Regions from separate parts of the Rattus norvegicus genome. Here region 1 is linked to region 2. A link is a contact called in public Hi-C data. All regions are on one chromosome and are shown on one strand. Each heading gives the region's core, a stretch centred on a gene start, on an enhancer-like site or on the middle of the called end of the contact. The rest is flanking DNA. Distances are from core to core; before and after follow the strand shown.

Evidence for each region. A called contact is a pair of places that touch in the nucleus more often than the background predicts.
Region 1: a contact with region 2 is called in a Hi-C map of liver, with 4 times the contacts expected there. The contact joins two enhancer-like sites. A contact is called at or near these places in 3 of 12 Hi-C or Micro-C datasets (kidney and liver).

What each region holds. Positions count from the first base shown.
Region 1 is chr3:55,339,877-55,342,762 of GRCr8, reverse strand. No RefSeq gene overlaps it. Among named protein-coding and RNA genes, the nearest start is that of Mmadhc, 210 kb to the right of the region's middle. Within about 2 kb of position 1,377, at least 10 of the 93 cell types and tissues checked have an H3K27ac peak or open chromatin away from gene starts, as enhancers often do. A contact at or near this core is called in liver, where this site is marked.
Region 2 is chr3:55,236,487-55,239,427 of GRCr8, reverse strand. No RefSeq gene overlaps it. Among named protein-coding and RNA genes, the nearest start is that of Mmadhc, 100 kb to the right of the region's middle. Within about 2 kb of position 1,562, at least 5 of the 93 cell types and tissues checked have an H3K27ac peak or open chromatin away from gene starts, as enhancers often do. A contact at or near this core is called in liver, where this site is marked.

The sequences.
Region 1 (2,886 bases), core at 128-2,627, 100 kb before region 2:
TCTCGCTCTCGCTCTCGCTCTCGCTCTCGCTCTCGCTCTCGCTCTCGCTCTCTCTGTCCTGTTGCTTATGTAAAACAGGAAGCAACTCTTTTTTTTTATTAACTTGAGTATTTCTTATATACATTTCGAGTGTTATTCCCTTTCCCGGTTTCCGGGCAAACATCCCCCTAATCCCTCCCCCTCCCCTTCTTTATGGATGTTCCCCTCCCCATCCTCCCCCCATTGCCGCCCTCCCCCCAACAATCTAGTTCACTGGGGGTTCAGTCTTAGTAGGACCCAGGGCTTCCCCTTCCACTGGTGCTCAGGAAGCAACTCTTAAGTAGTGAAATAAAGCCTGGAGAGTAAAATAGAAAACAAAGCCAACATTCTTGCATAATGAGAACAGGACTATGGGCTGGCTGAATACACTTTGCCCCTGGGACCAACTTCTTGAACACATCAGTCCAGCACCTTCGTCCTAAGAACCTTCATCCCACTGCATCCTGTGAGAACCTTGAGTTCTCAGTACCTCGCATGCTCTGGAAGCTTTACTCCAGCTTGAACTCTTTAGGAAGACACTCTCCTCCCTCAGATCAAAGTCCCCACAGTTAAGATTACATCGGAATTTACAGCAGAACATTCTTTCTCTCATGTGGTTGAGGAAAAGAAAGAGTGTCACCCTTCCTTTTTAAAAGATGATTCAATCCTTTAAGACTTCATGCTTTTTAGTGGTCATTTTATAGGAAATTTTGAAGAGCTTCGATGAATTCCATTAAAATGAAACATACATGGAAAGGAATTCCCTCCTCCTAAAGTGGTTCCATGATATTCATTTGACTCTCACATCAATTAGGCTCTTAGTCACCCTTTTAAGACACAGTTTGGTGGGGTATCTTCTGTGGCCTTCACGTGTTGTTCTAACAGTGGGCTGATGGGCTCACGCATTACTACCAGTCTTTCTTTCACTCTCAGAATCTTTCTCACCAAGTGGAGCTGAAGGTCTGGATGCTACTAATCTACTTGTCTTTGGTTCTTGGCGCTTGCATTATTGAAAGTCTGATTTGAATAGCTTCCAACAGCACACTGTTATTTGGGTTTAACTAACTAACTATAAAGGCATTTCAGAATTGTCACTATGGTGGAGCTTAAGTGAAAGAATTTAATTGATTTTGAAAGCACATAATACACACACACACACACACACACACACACACACACACACACACCAGTGAAGGGAAAGCCCCAGTTTCAGAAAAAAAGTTGAAATTTCACCATAATCTAGAGAAGGCCTCATCTCTCATGTGGACAATAGACTGAGATCCCAAGTTCAGAGGTCAAGGTAAAAGCTTCGGAGGTTTGAAATGTGTGGCTCCACTCGGCAGCAGCTGCTTCTTGGCTCCTCTCCCAGTAGCTTCAGCACTAAGACTAATGGCTAAGAAAACACCAGGAGGTCAGTAAGTAAGAGCTTGTAAAGGGACTATATCTGAATACAGACCAAAGGAGGGAAGGAATCTTCCCGTGGAAGACATTAGATCAGATCTTCAAAGAAATTCTGTATATGCTTTGCATTTCTATCCACGCTTGCTCATTTCTAGTCAGCTCACAGGCAGAGAAAAGGGAAGTGTAGAAAGTGCTAAAAACAGCCACCTGAAATATTTCAACACCTCAGTGTCCTGGGTAACCAGTAACACAGTGGCCAAACAGATGACGTGGGGTCATATTCCAGAGACTGAGCGCATAATGCATCTTAGAAACAGAAACAAGGCTTTTATAGCCACGGCGGGAAGTGGTAATGATGGCATGCTCATCTCCTCGAACATGTGCCCAACCCAGGATTTGCATATAAATGCTTACAGTGGCCTTGGTCAGGGTAGCCTCAACCAACGTTCCTGGTCTTCAACAGGTGGATGCCTAAACAAATTGTAGTAAATATAGATTACAGGACAAAAGAGAAAAGAGAGTAAGACAAGAAGCCAAGCTTCCTGCGTATACGATGGCCTGGAAAATGGTAAAATTGGCATAGTTCATAAAACCATTCAGACACCAAGAGTGCAAGTGACATGCTATTTACATGAGAGTCTATGAAGGAAAATATAGCGAATCCGTAGGGTGAGCAGCTGGGGAGAGCATGCAGCTGTCCACTGCAAAGGTCTAAGCGCATTTTGGGATGGCGACGACGTCCTTCACACTGATTGGTGCTGGTTATAAAAACTACAGACTTCACCTTTCAGATGGGTCCTCCATTTTGTTGTAGGACATTCCACTTCAATAAAATAGAGTTTTAAAAAATGGGATGTATTTGCTTAACTAGGAGAGAAGGCTAATATTTAAATAATTCTTTGATAGACCATTCAAAAATCAATAGAAACGGATTTAAAATATGGAAAATATTTGGTGATATAGCATCACTCATGTTCTTTTTAATGTAAAACATGTTTATTTCCTCCAAAAGTTGAGGAAGCAACTTCTTCCAAGGCCTAAGGTGGATTACGGTTAGGCTTTTGTGAAAGACAGTGAAAGAGCTGGAATGTTCGGAGTTGCTGACCGGACAGAGTCCAGTCTTGACTCAAACATTATTAAGCAATAATTCCATGTTGCCCGCTGAGTCAGTTTCTCCATCTTCTGCTCGGGAGGGTTTTTCATCTAGCAGTGGGAAATACTGTGTAGTCCTGAAGTCAGCCTTGCATCTCACCACAAAGGGATGGATGAAAACAAACCCCCCACCCCCCGTGACTCTGTGGACTTAGCATCCTTGCTCTCCCACAGGTCATCTACTTCTGCTAAGGAAAACAAATAAGGAGACATCCAAGTAATGGACAGCAAGAGACAAGATTCTCTCAAGCTCTACAGAAGAAACAACTGCAAAGGTTGCTCTTTCATGAAGAGAGTAGAACATATCATCCCTCA
Region 2 (2,941 bases), core at 313-2,812:
TACATGGGTGTCCATACGAGGTCCCGGAACAAGTACACTCCACAGAGACAGAGAGTGACTATAATTCTATTTATTTGAAGAATTTCATGGAAAAAATTCAAAGCAAACGGTAGAAAAAATTCTTCCAGATGTTGACAGCAATGCATAAAGGTTGCTGGATAGTGAGCATATTTTGTTTCCTTGAATAAAGTTTTCTCAATTTTCCAAATTTTGTATAATACAAATATATTTATTTCACAATTTGATTTTTCAGCTAAATACGATGTCACATTCCTTTAACTCTGGCACTCAGAAGGTTGAGGCAGGAGGATTAAGAACTCAGCGCCAGGCTTAGCTAGATAGAATTTGAGTCCACCTCAAGAAGAAGAGTCAAACAACTTTTTGATCAAATCTAAAATACTTTTAATATTGCCTCACCGGAGGTCTCTTCCATCTAAATTAACATTCCTTTAGATGCCCTCTAGTGCAAACCAAACCCAACCAAATAGCCATCTATTAAATATCCTCTTTTAATAGCACAGCACTTTATTACAACAGAATTTATATTTACAAACTATGCCCCTTTTTGTGTCTTTGGTCCCTAGAACTATTATTCACTCACAATTTATGAGTGTTTGTCACTATCTCCATGTGTAATAAAATGCCACATCCTATAAATCTCACCTCACTGATCCAGTGGCAAAGGTGTTCTGGAGGATCTCTGGGTATGTCCTCAGACAGACCCCACAGTGACACCACCAGAAGGCTCCTCCTTCGAAGTGCCTGAAATCATATCTAATCCGAACACAGAACTAATCTGCAAAGACCTTGCAATTTATCTTTCACCACGATGGCAATTTCTAATCTAACCAGCAGCAACTCAAATTGAACTCTGATCCAGATGATCAATAGCTATGGGCAACCTATTAGACATGTGAATATTAAATCATTCTGGGGTAAGAACTATCCAAATGAAAAGCATATCATTACCATCTATTAACATCTATTTAAGCAAATATGATGGAAATGTAAGATTGGTCTTATATAAACTATCAGAATCCCAATGATGGTGATGCTAAGGTTAGATCATGCACTTTACATAGAAATTAGTGCAAATTATGACTAATGTCTGCATGCACTTATTGCTAACAACATTGGAATTAGGCTAAAAATGTATACACTTAATAAGGAAGCACATCTTGTTTCCATTTTTATTCCTTTTCTACTTTTGTTTATTATTTCAATTTTTCTCCCTTTGCAGAAGAAAGAATCCATGGTCCGTATGTGAAAAGATAAACTTCTCCATGAGAAAATGATTCCAGACAGGTAGCCTACATAGATAGATAGTTCATACCCATAGAGCATGCAGAGTCAAATCAAAGAAGTTTTGAGTCCCCAGATAGCAATAAGAAAAAGATAATAAAGTTCTCCAAAATCCCTCTGGTAACTCCCTCAGACATTTAACCATGAAGTTGGAATTTTTCCTATGAAACCCCAAATCCCTTGTGTTCTATGGTAAACCTAGACACGCCACTTTTTAATGGCACACTGCCCAGACTTCCTTGCAGTCTGCCAAGGGCCAAGTGACAGCACTTACATGAGGCAGATCCACTGCCATCTATAGCTGTTTGCTCCAGGCACCTCAGCAGCAGTGACTGGGCAAGCCCGCAAAACGGAAGACTTTCTCAACTGTACAGGCACCCCAAAGTGCCAAAAGTAAGTAAGCGTTTTCCATAGTAAGCCCTGAAACTGTGACTACAGACATAGATACTTTTGGCCTTTGAGGCATGAATATAAAAAGACCGTCTCCAAAACTCACTCTCATGTCTACTCACACTTCAGTTCTAAAGCACAACCTTTCTTTCCAGCAGCCAGCACAGCCCTTTGCTCAGCCCTCTGCCCCCGCAATGCCTAGACATGTTTCCTTTCCAGCGCATGGATTTACTCTTTAATTTTTTCATTTGTGTCTGTTTCCTCAATGTGTCTTTTTATACATTTCAGCTGTCAAACCTTCATACTTTCTCTTGGGCCAAAAGAAGGAAGGTTGGGTAAGATAAGCGGTGGTTCTGCTCTCCCATCATGCCCTGGCGATGCTGCCATCTTGTGAGAGGTGATGTCTCTTCCGCAACAGATCAGGACTTGAAGACAACCTCAGGTCTATTGCTGTAAGTGTTCCAGGTCTTTGGGGAACAGGAGAGTACAAGACTGTTTCTGGTTGCCTGGGGGCTCTGCTTATCCAGTGTGACTGCTTGACTCGTGGCCCTTTGCTGGCTGTCTCACTGGTGAAGACGTTTCCAACAGAACCTACTACAAATAAAAGGAAATCTAAATTACTTGCATGTCTTGGCCATTGTGGTGCTTGAATTCTCTCGGACTGTTGGATAGTATTTTCCAGTTCTCTTTGCATTAGAGCTCCTTTACTGACCTTTACCTGAGTGATAATTTAACAGAATTTCCCCTACTTGCTTTGTACGAAGCGTTCAATTTTCTTTTTATCTTTTTCTACAGAAGCCATTTCAACACATCTGCCATGGAGAACTAGGGTCTTTCAGGCAAGATAAAGATTAGTTTGACCTTTTCTCCATCAATTAATCAATACGGTTACACCACAGTTACCTTTTAACCTGGGTGTTTCCACAGTGCAGCCGTAAAGCATGATTTGTGAGACTGCTCTGTTTTGTGTATGGTTACCAATAACCTGATCTCTGGGTCTCTGTGATTAGACAAGATGTCAGAGCACAAGGGAGCCAAGAAATCAAAGGCGGATTTTATTGTCTTCATCAGCAATGGCCTGGTAAATCTGAGATTGGAGCAGCAATATGGGAAAGTGTGATGACTGGAATTAATTGTTGGGCTCTGTCTACAGAGTCTCGCTGTGAGGCGAGCCATTACTGAGGAATGCTCTGAAGGGTGAAATTCCAGTTTCAAATGTGATCTACTGCCTGGCTTAATAACCTTCTCC